Linked DNA regions of Mus musculus: region 1 is linked to region 2. A link is a contact called in public Hi-C data. All regions are on one chromosome and are shown on one strand. The core of a region is the stretch at or near the end of the contact, and the rest is flanking DNA. Distances in the headings are between cores, read along the strand shown. Region 1 overlaps Nmnat3 (nicotinamide nucleotide adenylyltransferase 3). Region 2 overlaps Clstn2 (calsyntenin 2).

Region 1 (7,132 bases), core at 420-2,919, 370 kb before region 2:
GGGGAGACAGACAGACAGACAGACAGACAGACACTGGTGTGGGGATTAAGCCAGCACTGATTTTTCCAGGCTGCCAGATCTCATCTGGCCTCCTAGAGTGACTGACATCTGTAAGCAGTGGGTCCATGCTATATATCACAGTAAGCTGCTTACTTTGGTGGCTACAGATGTTTAATAGCTCACCATTTTAGCTTTAAAAGTGAAGCTTGAAAGATGTTCTCATTGTGCTAGTGGATGCTCCAAAGAGTGTAGCCTTCTCCTGGAAACTAGAAGCTCCCAAATGCATTTTCTATCCCAGGACAACTTGGATGCCTTGATCCCTCCACCCTGGACTCTGATGTTCCACGGTCTGGAGGACGGAAGGAAGCAGCTGAGAATGAGGGAGTAGCATTCAGCTTCTGGTTCCAGAAGTGGCTCCTGAAACTCCTTGCAATGCAAGCATGTGCGAAGGTGAGTGCTCTTGCTGCAAAGGGCCAGGCTTGTTGATGGACAACCCAAGCTAGTATCTAAGCACAGGATTTTCCTAGAGTCCAGAGAGTAGCAGGAAGAGGAGGGCACAGAAAGAAAGAGGAAAGGCCCTTTCTGGGCTGTAGTACACTGGGAAACAGGAGCAGAGAAGAACCAGGAAGGGTTTGTGGTTCCTTGAGTACCACATGAGTCACAACGTGGCCATGCTCTGGTACCTTTCAGCCAGGAGCCATGTTGGTGATGAGGCTGGGTGATATGCTGGTTGGCTTGATGTTGATACAGACACAGGTATGTGTGGGAAGAGGAAATCTCAACTGTACAACTACCTCCATCAAACTGGCCTGTAGGCAACTCTGTAGGGCATTTTCTTGATTAATGATCAGTTTGGAGCCCAGTTTACTGTGGGTCGTACCACTCCAGGGTTAGATGGTCCTGGGGTGTATAAGAAAGCAACTCAGGAGAAGCAAACTAGTAAGCAGTATTCTTCTGTGGCCTCTGCTTCAGTTCCTGCCTCCGGATTCCTGCTCTGAGTTCCAGTCTTGGCTTCCCTTGATGATGGCCTGTAGTCTACAAACCAAGCAAACCCTGCCCTTCCCAAGCTGCTTTTGGTTTATAACACAGAGACAGAAACCTAACTAGGACAGATGGGACAGATGGGTACAGCTAAGGGACACAGCTAAGTCTGGAAGCTGTAGGGCTGACAGTCTCCTGTTTTGCTGTCCTGATGGAATTCTGCGAGAAAGGCATCTCACACTAGCCCACGCCAGTGTGAACGAACAGCAGAGCAGAACTGGAGGGTACTATGTGTAGGCAGTGTGCCTCAGAAAACACCTCTCCCTCGGCTTCAGGGGGCCTCGGGGGGGAGGAGGGGGAGAGTCACAAATTCCCAAGGTTCTTTGGAAAATGGTGGCAAAGGAGGTTAAGAACGAGCAGTCAGAGGGTACAGAGTTCAGGGACCATGGTGAGCCCAGGCTCAGCATCTGGGACGCAGCCTGAGCCAAGAGATGCTGGGAAGCTTCAATAGTGTAGGCAGAGCAGACAGAAGCTCACACCTGTGATCTTGGGAAGAGAGGACCGGGTGCATCTTTTTAGGGCCAGAATGAAGATGCTTAAGCTGCTCTTGGAGCTGACCTGTAATAGACTTGGCTTAAAATTAGAACTTTTTCTTCAACACGTGTGAAGCATTAAAGAAAGCAAAGTACGTTACATCCCTGCACATCTGTGTTCCATTTTCTTTCTATTTTCCTGTTAAGAAGAAATGGGGCCTAGGAGGACTCTCTGGGGGCAATCTACATACATTTGATCTTCCCTGTTAATCTCCCATTTATAGGAAAGCAGGGCAGGAGGACAAAGCCACACTTGCCACTCTGCTGGTTGTCCTGGACAGTCAGGTGTCCTTTCTGATGGGGTAGCTCATTTGATAGCAGGTCACACATAGAGAAATCAATGCTCTTTTATAGCAGCCGGGAGAGAACAGTCAATCAAAATAACACTTTGAGCTAAGGCTGCTTCACGCCTTCCAAATGGGCCACGAGTCTGAGCTATTTTCCTTCCATGCTGTTCTTGGCTGCAACCACAGTGCAGCCTGCCATGTGAACTGTCCCTTGCTCTTCCAATCCACTCAAGGACCTCTCCTGTGACCCTCCTGCTGCTCACCCTCCCTTCCATTATAGCCCGTGTATGATTTCATCAGTCTGCCCTTGTCTTTCCCCCAAGAAACTGAGAGCCCCTAAAGGACACGGGATTGTTATTTCTTCCTGGGTAACATCCGTAAGTATTAGGTTTTACCGACCTCATCTTGGGGCTGTTGAAGCAATTCAGGGCTGTGAATTTAGCGTGGCAGATAGGGTTCCTTGTTTCCTTCCACTCCCTCTGGAAATGAGTAAGATGGAAAAGGGGGGAATAAGATAAAGTTGAGATCACAGGCAGGGGTGATGGTGGTGGGGTGTGAAAGAGAAAGCAATAGTTAAGCAAAGCCAATCTGGAGCACCGAGGGATGGTAAGAGACCGGCCAGAGCCAGTGGGCAGCAGATGCAATAGAAAGTAAGTTATAAGGCCAGCCAAAGCCCGGAGTGAACTGGGACATGGAGAAGTAGTCAACTCTACGGGCTGGGGCTCAATGAAGGGAGAAGGCAGGACCAGTTGAGAGTTTTTCTAAGGAACCTTAGCCATCCCAGTGCCTAGCTTAAATCTCCCACCCTGGCAGGCAACACATGAGCTTTCTGACTAGGTTGGACCAGAGAGAACTATGACTCCTGAAGTGGGGGAAAGAAACACCTAGACAAGAGCATCTGAGTTTGTCTTCCAGAATACAGAGTAGTGGTGTCTCTGCGGGGAAGGGATCCAGATTCCCAGGGCATTTCCTCATATTTGAAGACCCTGCACTTACAAAGCCATCAGTGCAGTTTTGACACCACTTCACACATGTGCCTGACCCGCAACTATGCCTGGAAGGCTGCTATGGTTTAGCTATGGGTTGAGCACATCTTCCCAAAGGCTCATGTGTTGATAGCGTGCTGTGTGTGTCTCACTGGCGAGTGTGGCTCACACTAAGGGGAGGGGCCTCCTGAGCTAATTAGTTCCCAGTTTGAAGGGATTGATGCTTCATGCAATGAGTAATTATCAAGAGAGCTGTTATGAGACCAGCTCTTCCCTGTCTCCAGTTTTCATTTCTGTCATGTGACCTCTTATATGTCATGTGTCAGAGCATGCATGAGGCCTTTATTAGAAGACCAACAATTTGTGCTTCCAGACTCCAAAACTGTAACAACTCAGCCTCTGGCAATTTTGATATTACAACTGATAACGGGTTAAGCATAAGAGAAGATGGATTTGGGAAGGAGTCTTACCATGAAAGACGGAGACTAAAACAGCCGTCGGGAGAAAACGGTCTTTGGAAGTTACAGACAATGCAGAGAGAAACAGAGAATTAAAGAAAAAAGAAATCTTCCAGGAGAAACAAGATGGTGCAGTAAAGAGTAAAGGCACTTGCCATGAAGGCGGACAACCTGAATCCTATACTCAGGGCCTCCATCACGGAAGAAAAGAGCTGATGCTGGCAGGTTGTCCTCTACCCTTACACCACCATACACACTTGCAACGCACATGCACACATCCCTACACCTTTGCCATTGGGCAGTCTGAGCTTTCTGATGGAGAAGCTTCACCCTGGAACCTCAGCGTGTTTTTTATATACAACTGAACAGGGAGGTGGGATTTATGGTATACTTATTCAGCAAGGAGACAGGTTTAGTTAATCTTGGTAGGAGCAGCCTCTAGGTTATAAACATCTGGGGGATGTGGGGCGGAGGGGGGCAGCCATAGTGAACATTTTCTACACACAATATCACCATCTGCACATGAACCTAAGGACGGCTTTGTCTTCCCTATGAGCCTCATCCAGGGAAAGCTTTGCCACTCCCATGGGGCCTGAGGTACTGGGGTCTTGACATAGCAGTGCTCATGTCAGTAGTATACATTCACTCAGGACCTAGCTAGCTCACTACAACACACAAATTAAATAGATGTTAAGAAGATTACAGTAATATTGTCAGGGACTATATCCTATCCAAGAACTAGGAATGAGAGCTCCTTTTAAAGAAACAAGACACAGCTCTTAGAGATTAAAAGCTACTCGTTCAATCAACAACGCCCTTCAACTGCCCTGGGAACGCTGGCTGTGGTGCTGATGCTGGGGAGACAGGTGATGATGCCTCAAATGATTCCTGCATTTCTGGAACTGGTATCTGCTAGATGTCCTCGGCAGTGATGTCATTTATTAGAAGACTTAGAAGAAAAATGTAAGAGAATCATATGCTAGGAAAAAAGATAGCACCAGGTTTCCATCCAGGAGGTGGGCTGAAGTTAACAGAAACTCCAGGTAGAGCAGAAAAGCGGAGAGGAAATCACCAAAGAAATGGAAAACACTTTTCCTAGACCAGAAAGACATATTTCTGGCTGATAGCTAGCGCTTTGAACAGAAAAAGGTCAGCAGCATGCGGCCCCTTATGGGAATCCAGACCGTGAATTTGAAAGTTAAAGATCCTAGATGTTTCCAGGAGGAAACATAGGTCAAACATGCCTGGCTGGGAAGCAGGGAGCAGTGTGCTTCTTGACAGTTTCTTGTCTTCTTAGAACCAGGAGACAGGGAGAGGAGCCTCCTAAGTGTGAGAGGAAAAGGACTTCCAATGCACAGTTCTGTGTTTGGCCAATTACCAACCAATTAAACCTGCGGCTGGCAGACTTTTTTCTGTTAAGAATAGATGATTAAACAAGCAAAGCCTTTTAGGCTATGTACAATCTTTCTTGATACCCTTTATTTTGAAAAAAAATTAATAGAAAGAAAATATAAAAACCCTCTTAATTCACAAAATGAAAGCAAAGCAGATTGTGGGCCAGATCTGGCTTGTGGGCTGTGGTTTACTGCCCTTAGGAACACTGTGTAAGATCTTTCTCCAAACACATGCAACGTCCTGGCAACCTTATCCACTATGCAGGATTCTCAGGAAGATGGCCGAGGATGCAAAGCTTCTAAAATGAGAACATAAATCAACAAAAGCAGAAAGCGCAGGATTCAAGAAACAGGGTTCAGGACCAGCAGACAGGCAAGGGAATCCTGGGGAAACAGAAGGAAACCCCAGGTGGATGGAGTTTGGTAATGTGGGGACTGGCTGTCCAGTCTCGGGTTGAGTGGCTTTGGGAGGATCCAGGCAGACAAGAGAAGCAGCTGGGACTGAATCAGTGACGGCTGTAAAGAACCAGGAACCCGGGCGAACAAGCGAATGGAGCAGTTGACTCTGGGAAAACAAAACAAAACAAAACAAAACAAAACAAAACAAAACAAAACAAAGCTTCTATGAGAGAAAATGGAGTGACAGGGAACTGTGTGATCCAGTTGAGGCTGTCTACACTAACCTACATGTCTGCAGTAGCAATATCAGCAAACACTGTGAGCTGATTTGTTTGGGAACTTGTAGTGGGGGGTGAAGTGTGGCTGAACGTGAGGATGGAGGAGTGGGAGAGAGAATTCCTCATTTCTCATAACTGGAGGCCGACAGAGAGAGAGAGTCTAAATCTGAGAGTGAACGGATCAGAACCAAGTGCATGAGGCTAATACTGCTCTTCTGGTGGATTTGTTTGTTTACCTGGCTTCCTTCTTGGTACATAGGCTACTCTTCCACACTGACTGCTTATATCTAGTTTACAACTTCACTAAATGATCAACATTTGTTCTTGGGCAATACCTCTTAAGGAAATACACTGTTTAATGTCTTCGTAATATTGGAAATTAAAAAAAAATAAAATTGTGTTAGAATCAGTGGGTGGTGGCCATCTTTGTAGAGCACGGTCCAACTTTTAGGAAATTTACAAGAGAGACAGAAAAAGCAAAAGCAAAAATCTAAGGAGCCACATCTTCCTCTGCCACTTCTTTGAAAGTCTGAACAAATGTGGGCCTTATCGACAGACCTGTAATCCCAGCTACTCAAGAGGCTGAAGAAGTTGGGCAAGAAGTTCACGGCCAGCCCGGGAAAATAAATGAGACTGTGCCTCAATAAATAAATAAGTAAATAAAAATAAATAAAAATGAAGGGACAGAGATGTAGCTCATTGTAGTCTGCTTGCTTAGCATGTGTGAGGAGGCCCTGGGTTCAACTTCTTATCACACACACACACACACACACATACACACACAGACAAATACATACACACACAAACACACACACACAAATTAAGAACAAGAAGACTTAGCAGCTATCAAGATTCCACTTCATAGTACATACTCACTAAATGCAACTACTCACTTAAAAAAAAAAAAAGAAAGTTTTTCTGGTTTAAATCTGTATTTAAAATCATGACATTTTGGAGTTATTAGCTCTTCAATGAAGAACTTAAGTTGCTGCTTGAGTCTGCTGGCGGCCACATAGACAAGATTCTCTTCCAGAGTCATTCCACCTTTGCGCTAAGTAAAGCCTTACATTTTCATCCCTGAGGCCCAGTCTTCAGTGCGTTCCTGGATTCTATCTGTACCTCTGTTCTACTGCCTGCATCAGTGCGCTCTCTCTCTCTCTCTCTCTCTCTCTCTCTCTCTCTCTCTGTTTCACCTCACGTCTTTCCAGAATTCTGGAGGTGATGTTTGGACTGATGCCCCATTGCTGGAAATGGCCTCTCTTCTTCCCAGTCTCCCCTTTCCCTGGTAGACTCTCTGACTATGACCACTGTTTCCTCTTGGGTCTCAGGGAAGCAGGGGCTGACATAATGCATTTTCTTAAACAGAAACCTCTGTACTGGATTGCCCCTTTTCTGGGCCTGTAGCCCTTCTTACACCAACTGATCTATCTCTTTTCTTGGCCTTGTCTAGTGCTGGCTGCTGGGAAGTCTTGCCAAAGCCTGGGAAAGGACAAAGGCCACATTCAGGCTTATTGTCATTTTTCTTTGTACTCAAACATGGTACAATCCCAGGAGGCTGCTTCAGGTCTGACCCAACAGCCACTGGCAGGGGACCAGGGGTTCTTCACTTGTAGTTTTCTTGTAAGCATTTTACTGAGGGAAATATATGAAATACAAGATAGAATTTCATTTTTCTCTCCAAACACTTAAGTGATTGTGCCGTCCATTTCATTAAACAGTTCCCCATCACACCGAAAATCTCTCTTTTCATATACTG
Region 2 (6,423 bases), core at 213-2,712:
ATGAAGCCTTGAAGTATATTTAGAAAGAGAGAATTTCTGTAATTTTCTGAAATTTTCACCTTCTGAAATGCTTCAGAGATAGGTGAACTTACACACACACACACACACACACACACACACACACACACACACACGCACACACACACACATACTCACAGGCACTCACTCACAGCACCAAAGGGGTTATGAAATTCCTGACAGCCAGACAAAAGTACATCAAACAACAATTTGGAGGAGTAAGACAGATGGTTGGGGTGTGTTATTTTAGCATCACTTTGGCATTTCTGCATATATGCAGGCCACTTCCAAGTAGAAAATGCTCAAAACAGACACTAAGCTTTCAATATGGCAGTGTTTGGCAATGGTTAAGGCCAGGACCTTATTCAGGAAGTCCTGGACTTGTAGTTTTATAGAGTACCGGGATTTTCTATTTTTCATGTAACTCTGGACTGTTTCTAGACCTTCCTACACCACAAGGTGATCCCAAGTCTGGTTAGAAATGGCCTAATATTTCCCTTATAGCCAGCTGTGGATGAAGATCGGCTGGCCCTCCCACCACCCCCAGTCTGCTGAGCTAGGAGAGTAGAGCTGGTGCTTCCTCAGGGAGAACTTGCTAGCAGTGGCTTGGAAACTGAAGCCTCCCCCTTACAGAGGAAGTGAGCTTCAGGATGTTCCGCTGTGCCTTGGTCTTGACTTCTCTGTGGAATGGGTTTTCTTCAGGCTCAATGTGGTGCCGGTGGCTGGAAGCCAAAGGCAGAGAGATGGAAGATGTGTATATGGAGAGAGCAATGTCTCTGTGGTGTTAGATGCACATGTATGGAGAAAGCACTCTACAGAGAGTGATTGTAACCGCGCCTGTCAGTGCCTGGTCACATCTCCTCTGTTTGTGTCTGTAGCCCAACTCCAAAGAGAGTCAGCCTTTTGCTTATGGCTTCCCTCTGGCTACTAGAGTCCTAAACTTGCAGTCATGGCAGATCCCAAGGTCTAGGAAACTTATACTCCCAGGACCTGGTTTTATCAGTGGCTGCCAAGAGTTCACAAAACCCAATGTGTTCCACCCTTTTGCCTGCAGGTGGAGGACATCTGAGGGTCCAGCATCCCAGCTGCCTGTGGTGGTAACTGGCTTCCTTCTCTTCCTGTATTACTATTGTGCTCCCCTTTCCATCCTCCCTGAGATCATCCCTCAAAACCTGTTCTGGGGCCTAGACTCGGGGGGTCTCCTTTTGAGGGAACCCAGACAGAGAGAGGCTGAGCAAAGAAGCCATTTACAGAAAGTGTCCTTGCTGTACCTCTGTGAATCCCCTGAGGCAGATCTATCAAGACTGGAACACCCAGTGCCTTCAGACATTCGGCCAGACTTGCTTGGCAGCTATGAGGCTTTGTGGGACATTTGGAGAGCTGTATATGACTTCTGGGAACTCTCAGTGCTCATGTGCAGGACTTAGAACCCGCCTTCATACCATCTGGGCCTGGAAGACTTTGCTGGAACAAAAGCACTGTGCAGTGCTGATGGACACGGGGCTCGGAGGAAGTAGAAAGTATTTCTCTATACCCAGGCTTTGGAAGGCTCCTTGAGGACAGCGCTTCCCCAGGTCCTTGAGCCATGTCTGTGCTATGAAGGCCTCCTCTGGCTATGAAAAGAGTTGAGCTAGGCCTGATGCCTGCAGCCCACGTGATGCAAGTGTCTGGGGGGGGGGCATCTGGCACCCCTGATCACAGCCAAATTTCTTGAGTGTCTATTTTCAGTATTTTCTCAGATCACCTATAAGTAAATTTGTGAAGCAGTTAGCTTTATCACCAGCATGTCCCCGGCCAGTATGAAGCAGCCCACAAACCTGAAATCCCTCTTCTCCACAGAGCCTCCAGGGCTCACAGGTCTGAATCACTATGGCCGTTCAAATATTCCAGACAAGGCACTGAAATCCTCACTGATAAAAATCCTGCCCTTTCTCTGAAAGACTAGATACACGGATCCATTGTCACAGGCGCAGTTTGATGTGAATTAGCCCATCAGCTTAGCCTAGTATCGTGGCTAGCTCACGGGGATTTAGCTTTTTTTTTTTTTTTGACAGACAAATGACTTTATTTTCAGTGATGGGTGTTATCAGCACATAAAATATGTGCAAATAAGGAATTGCTGGAACTGAGTCCATCATCTGATTATCAGAAGCGTTCTCTTAATTCCGGGTGACTGATGCACGGCGTATGTACTGTCTCTGGATCTTGATGACGTTCCTTAGAAGCTGTTGTAGAACTGCATCAGACTCGTGTTCTCACCTCCGAAAATGGGCACAATAAATCTCAGCCGAAGAGGCTGCTATAAAGTAAGCTCAAGGTTATAAAACTTAGAGGCCGGTGCTGTGGTTATCTGTTGACAATCCGTAGACAGTCGGGCAGCAACAGCTTTCTTATGATCTTAGGTCCTGCGACCCAAGGACTGAGAGGTGGCTTGGTGGCAATAGTTTGCCTCTGCTCTGTGATGTCTATGAACCTGACTGGAGGTTGAGATCGTCTGGATGTTTCTTCAGATGGTTAGGAGAGATATCTCAAGGGCTGGGCCTTACTGAGAAAACTAACCAGATCCTGTGAGGGCATCCATACATGGCTTGGCTCCCTGGATGCCTGAAAATAAAGGATGGCACCCCCTATTGTCTGGAAGCTCGGGGCTCCAGCGCACAGAGCAGAATCTGCCAGGTTTCTTGTGGACTTGCCTGGATCCTACTCCTAATGCAGTACCTTAAGTATGGCTGTCCCTGATGAATGGCTTGAATTTCCTTCTTGATTTATTTATTGTACCCGACCTTGGTCTTATCTGGAATGGTCTTTATGCCTCAAGAAAGGACCGGTGGAGAGAGACATTCATTTACTGGAGAGTCAACCTGGAATATTCCCTATGAGAGGATGAGTACCTATAAAGAGAGTTCTGGGAAGACTGGCGAGACCCAAGGGCTAAAGCATGCTGTCAGGGTATATGAGTCTGAAGACAGTTGCTCTTTGTTAAGTTACATATAACCTACCTCACAGCTAACACGAAGAGCATTGGACTATAGACCAGCATGTTCTGGATTCTTCCATGCACCAACTCGTGCCAAACCCATGTGAACTCTGTGAGGTGCATATCTTAATGCAGTCGAGGAAACAGCTAGGAAATCTTTGGTGAGTTTATAAGTAAACGCTCTAGTACTTGAGCCTTGATCACTGACGTCAGAGCCTTTGCTTTCTGCCTTGCTGTTGTAAGCAGCCTCTCATGAGATAATGGGTTCATATATTTTGTTCCCTCTGGGTGTGTGTGTGTATGTGTGTGTGTGTGTGTGTGTGTGTGTGTGTGTGTGTGTGTGTGTGTGTGGTGTGTATACGCACGCGTGTGCCCGTCTTAATTGTGTTCCTGGCTCTATTCTGTACTTAGTGGGAACAAGAATGTGTCTTTTTTTATGTCCCCCTTTTGCACAATCTGAGTGCCTTAGAAATGAGAATTGGGCTTGGCAGAGAGGCCTCCATCCCTTTGGCTCTGCATGATGACTGTCTTGTTAGCGACATCTGCTGGCCCTGGGTGTCAAGGAGAATGGGGTAAGCATTGTTCTTCACATCCTATTCTCTGAAGGAGTTTTTGTTCTGGTTTACTGTTGAAGTATTGGTTTTGAAATGGCAACACAGAAGGTCTACTAAAGGGTTGTCCCACTTGGAAAGGGACTCTCCTTTTTTCCTGTTTCCAGGTTCAAAGCAATAACCATGAAGCAAGTGGAAAGAAAGCACTCCAAACAATAAGGTGAATGGCTGACAGGTTAAAGCTGATGCATAAATGCAACATTTGCATGACAAAGACCCTGAGCCAATGCTGATTGTCATTCACCAGTAATAGGATTCCTTGAAATGCTGAAGGTCTTAATTAAATAAATACGTAATTTATTTTTGTTGGTGAATGCTTTTTGCCTCAGGAGCTATTCAGGCTAGGATATCATTTCCTGAACTTAACCTCATGTCTATCTCATAATCCACCATTCTTCCTCCTCGTGGGTTTAGCAGCCTAGTTGGAGCATACATTTCAATGAAGGTTGTCTATTTGAACAACAGCTTTGTCCTCAAGATGATCTGAGTTTTGATAGAGAAGCTAACAAGATGACAGATTGAAGTATTAAGTGATAACTCTGTGCAGGAGCACAGTGCAGGAGCTGAGGCTGGGGGATGGGGAGGTGACTACAGGAGATGTCCCCCCTGGGCAGGACAGTCCAGGACTGCCCATCTCTCCAGCCTTGGTTTTGCTACACCGGATTCTTTGAGCTTGGGACAAGAGGCCTCACTTGCTCCCTGTGTAGGACCCTGGGTTCATTGCCCTGCTTCCCACTCCATTCTAGAGCCCAACCACAGGGAAGAGAAGTCCTTGAACACTCACATCCTCAATAACTTTTAAAATTAAGCTTTTCATTCTAAACTCAATTTGGCTCCATCTTTAACCTGAACATGCCTCAGGAAGAGTTCATGCAATCTTTATCTTCTCCTTTTTGCTGTGATTTCTTTCCTATGTTGTTCTTTTTTTTTTTCTTTTTTTAATTTGAAAAGCTTGATTGGCTCACCAGAGAGCAAGCTCTGTGAGAGAGCAGGGCTCATTTCTTCATTCCTGATGGAGCCCTGGCATCTGACCTGTCCACTGCATGGTTAGACAAAGGCGTGGATGATGCAATTCAATGAGGGATCTTGGAACATGTAGAGTTCTGAGGGGTTATGAAGTTAGAGAGGGTTCCAGAGACAGGATGTGATGGTAGTTAAAGACCCAAAGCTAGCAGAGACTTCCTGGTATACTGTATACAACTGAGACCAGCTTTCTCATCAGAACTTCAGTTTCCAGTCCTGGGGAGGAGAGGGGGTCTATAATATTTTGCTCATGCCCTTGAGTTACAGGATCTGGTCCAGTGCACATTGCTGGGCAGCCACATTCCCAGGCACGCAGTCTCAGAGCCATCTTGAGAGGGTCTCTAACTACTTACTTTCCTTCAGCAGAAGTGCTCAGGGCCAACTCTCACTTGAGACTGTTCAGAACAAAGTATTACTTTTGCTTATTTGGTAGTCTGTATGAATGGTTGCCCAATCACTGGGTTGTGGAGTTGTGGCCACCAGAATACTTGACCTGTAGTGATGTGTGCAAAGGTGGAAAACTGCCCGTCAGAACCAGGGGTGTCCCTGGCCACTCTTTGTAGGGCCTATCGTCTACAGGATGTACATGTTATACCTCTCTCTGGGAATCACAGGATGAGTGGGGTAGACTTCATTTTCTTCCTTGCCTGGGCTTGCTGGTCTTTTTCCTTACTCTCTTTCAGTGATTACATTTGTCCTGTGGCATAGCATGCATTTATATATAAAAGACTGAAATCCATTGCAGAGTGTGGGAGGGCATCAATAGGTAAAGTAATAAGTTTGATTTTTTTTGTTCAAGATGAAGTGATGTACATGAGGGTATGGATGGCCCTGACATACCTCATATCAGGCATTGAGCAGTGGGAAAAGAGAGCAATTAGGAATCCACAGAGACACATTCACACACCTGGAAGCCCATTGCTCCTTTCTGGCATTTCTATGGACTCAGGATTAGACAGCAACCTTATGCAAAGGATGTCTGATATATTGGGAGAGTGGGTACCCTATGAAGCATTGTACCATCAGATTCTACTTCTATATATATAAAATATTTCATCTTTCTGAGATGACTTGGGTCTTAGATGATGGTGTCCCAGAGGAGAAACAGTATGATAAAGGATTATGTCATTTGCCTGGTTTCTCTCTCTTTCTCTCTCTCTCTCTCTCTCTCTCTCTCTCTCTCTCTCTCTCTCTCTCTCTCTCTCTCTCTCTTCTTTTTCTGTTTTTTCTTTTTTTTTTGGTTTTTCAAGACAGGGTCTCCCTGTATAGCCATAGCTGTCGTAGAACTCACTCTGTACACCAGGCTGGCCTTGAACTCAGAAATCCACCTGCCCTTGTCTCCCAAGTGCTCGGATTAAAAGCATGCGCCACCACTGCCTGGCTTGCCTGGTTTCTTTAGATCTATGCATAACACCCTGATGCTCTGTTGTGTGGTAGACAACTACATCCTCCAGATGTCTGGCCAGTTTGCATCTAGCTCACCAGAATCAAGATGTGGACCTGCTGAAAGACTAGAGGATGGTAGGAAGCCATTGTCTTGTTCTCCTTCCTTCCTTTGTTCTAGGTGACTTCAGTGATCTTTCCTCCCTGTACCTGTGACCTAACATTCTGACTCTTTTGACTATATTATGTAAAAGGGAAATCTAATGTTCTTGACCAGTTGTATGGCCCTTACCTTTAAGGTTCTGGTATCCTTGCTTACGTCTTCTGTCTCTTCAGCTCTAGAGTTATAGTAGTTTCCTGCCTTGCCAAGTGATCTGAGTCTCTGTCACTTGGCACTGAGGACTATATTTA

The links. Hi-C and Micro-C count contacts between places; a contact is called where the count stands out from the background.
Region 1: a Hi-C map of cerebral cortex shows a contact between it and region 2, with 2.9 times the contacts expected there. The contact joins two enhancer-like sites. A contact is called at or near these places in 4 of 39 promoter capture datasets (the 3T3-L1 cell line, HPC-7-derived erythroid cells, embryonic stem cells and 1 more) and 1 of 484 Hi-C or Micro-C datasets (cerebral cortex).

The regions. Positions count from the first base shown.
Region 1 is chr9:98,382,843-98,389,974 of GRCm38.p6, reverse strand. All of the region lies in intron 2 of Nmnat3 (nicotinamide nucleotide adenylyltransferase 3), which reads right to left. Among named protein-coding and RNA genes, the nearest start is that of Rbp1, 37 kb to the left of the region's middle. Within about 2 kb of position 1,669, at least 9 of the 459 cell types and tissues checked have an H3K27ac peak or open chromatin away from gene starts, as enhancers often do. A contact at or near this core is called in cerebral cortex, where this site is marked.
Region 2 is chr9:98,013,885-98,020,307 of GRCm38.p6, reverse strand. All of the region lies in intron 1 of Clstn2 (calsyntenin 2), which reads left to right. Among named protein-coding and RNA genes, the nearest start is that of 4921534H16Rik, 14 kb to the right of the region's middle. Within about 2 kb of position 1,462, at least 10 of the 459 cell types and tissues checked have an H3K27ac peak or open chromatin away from gene starts, as enhancers often do. A contact at or near this core is called in cerebral cortex, where this site is marked.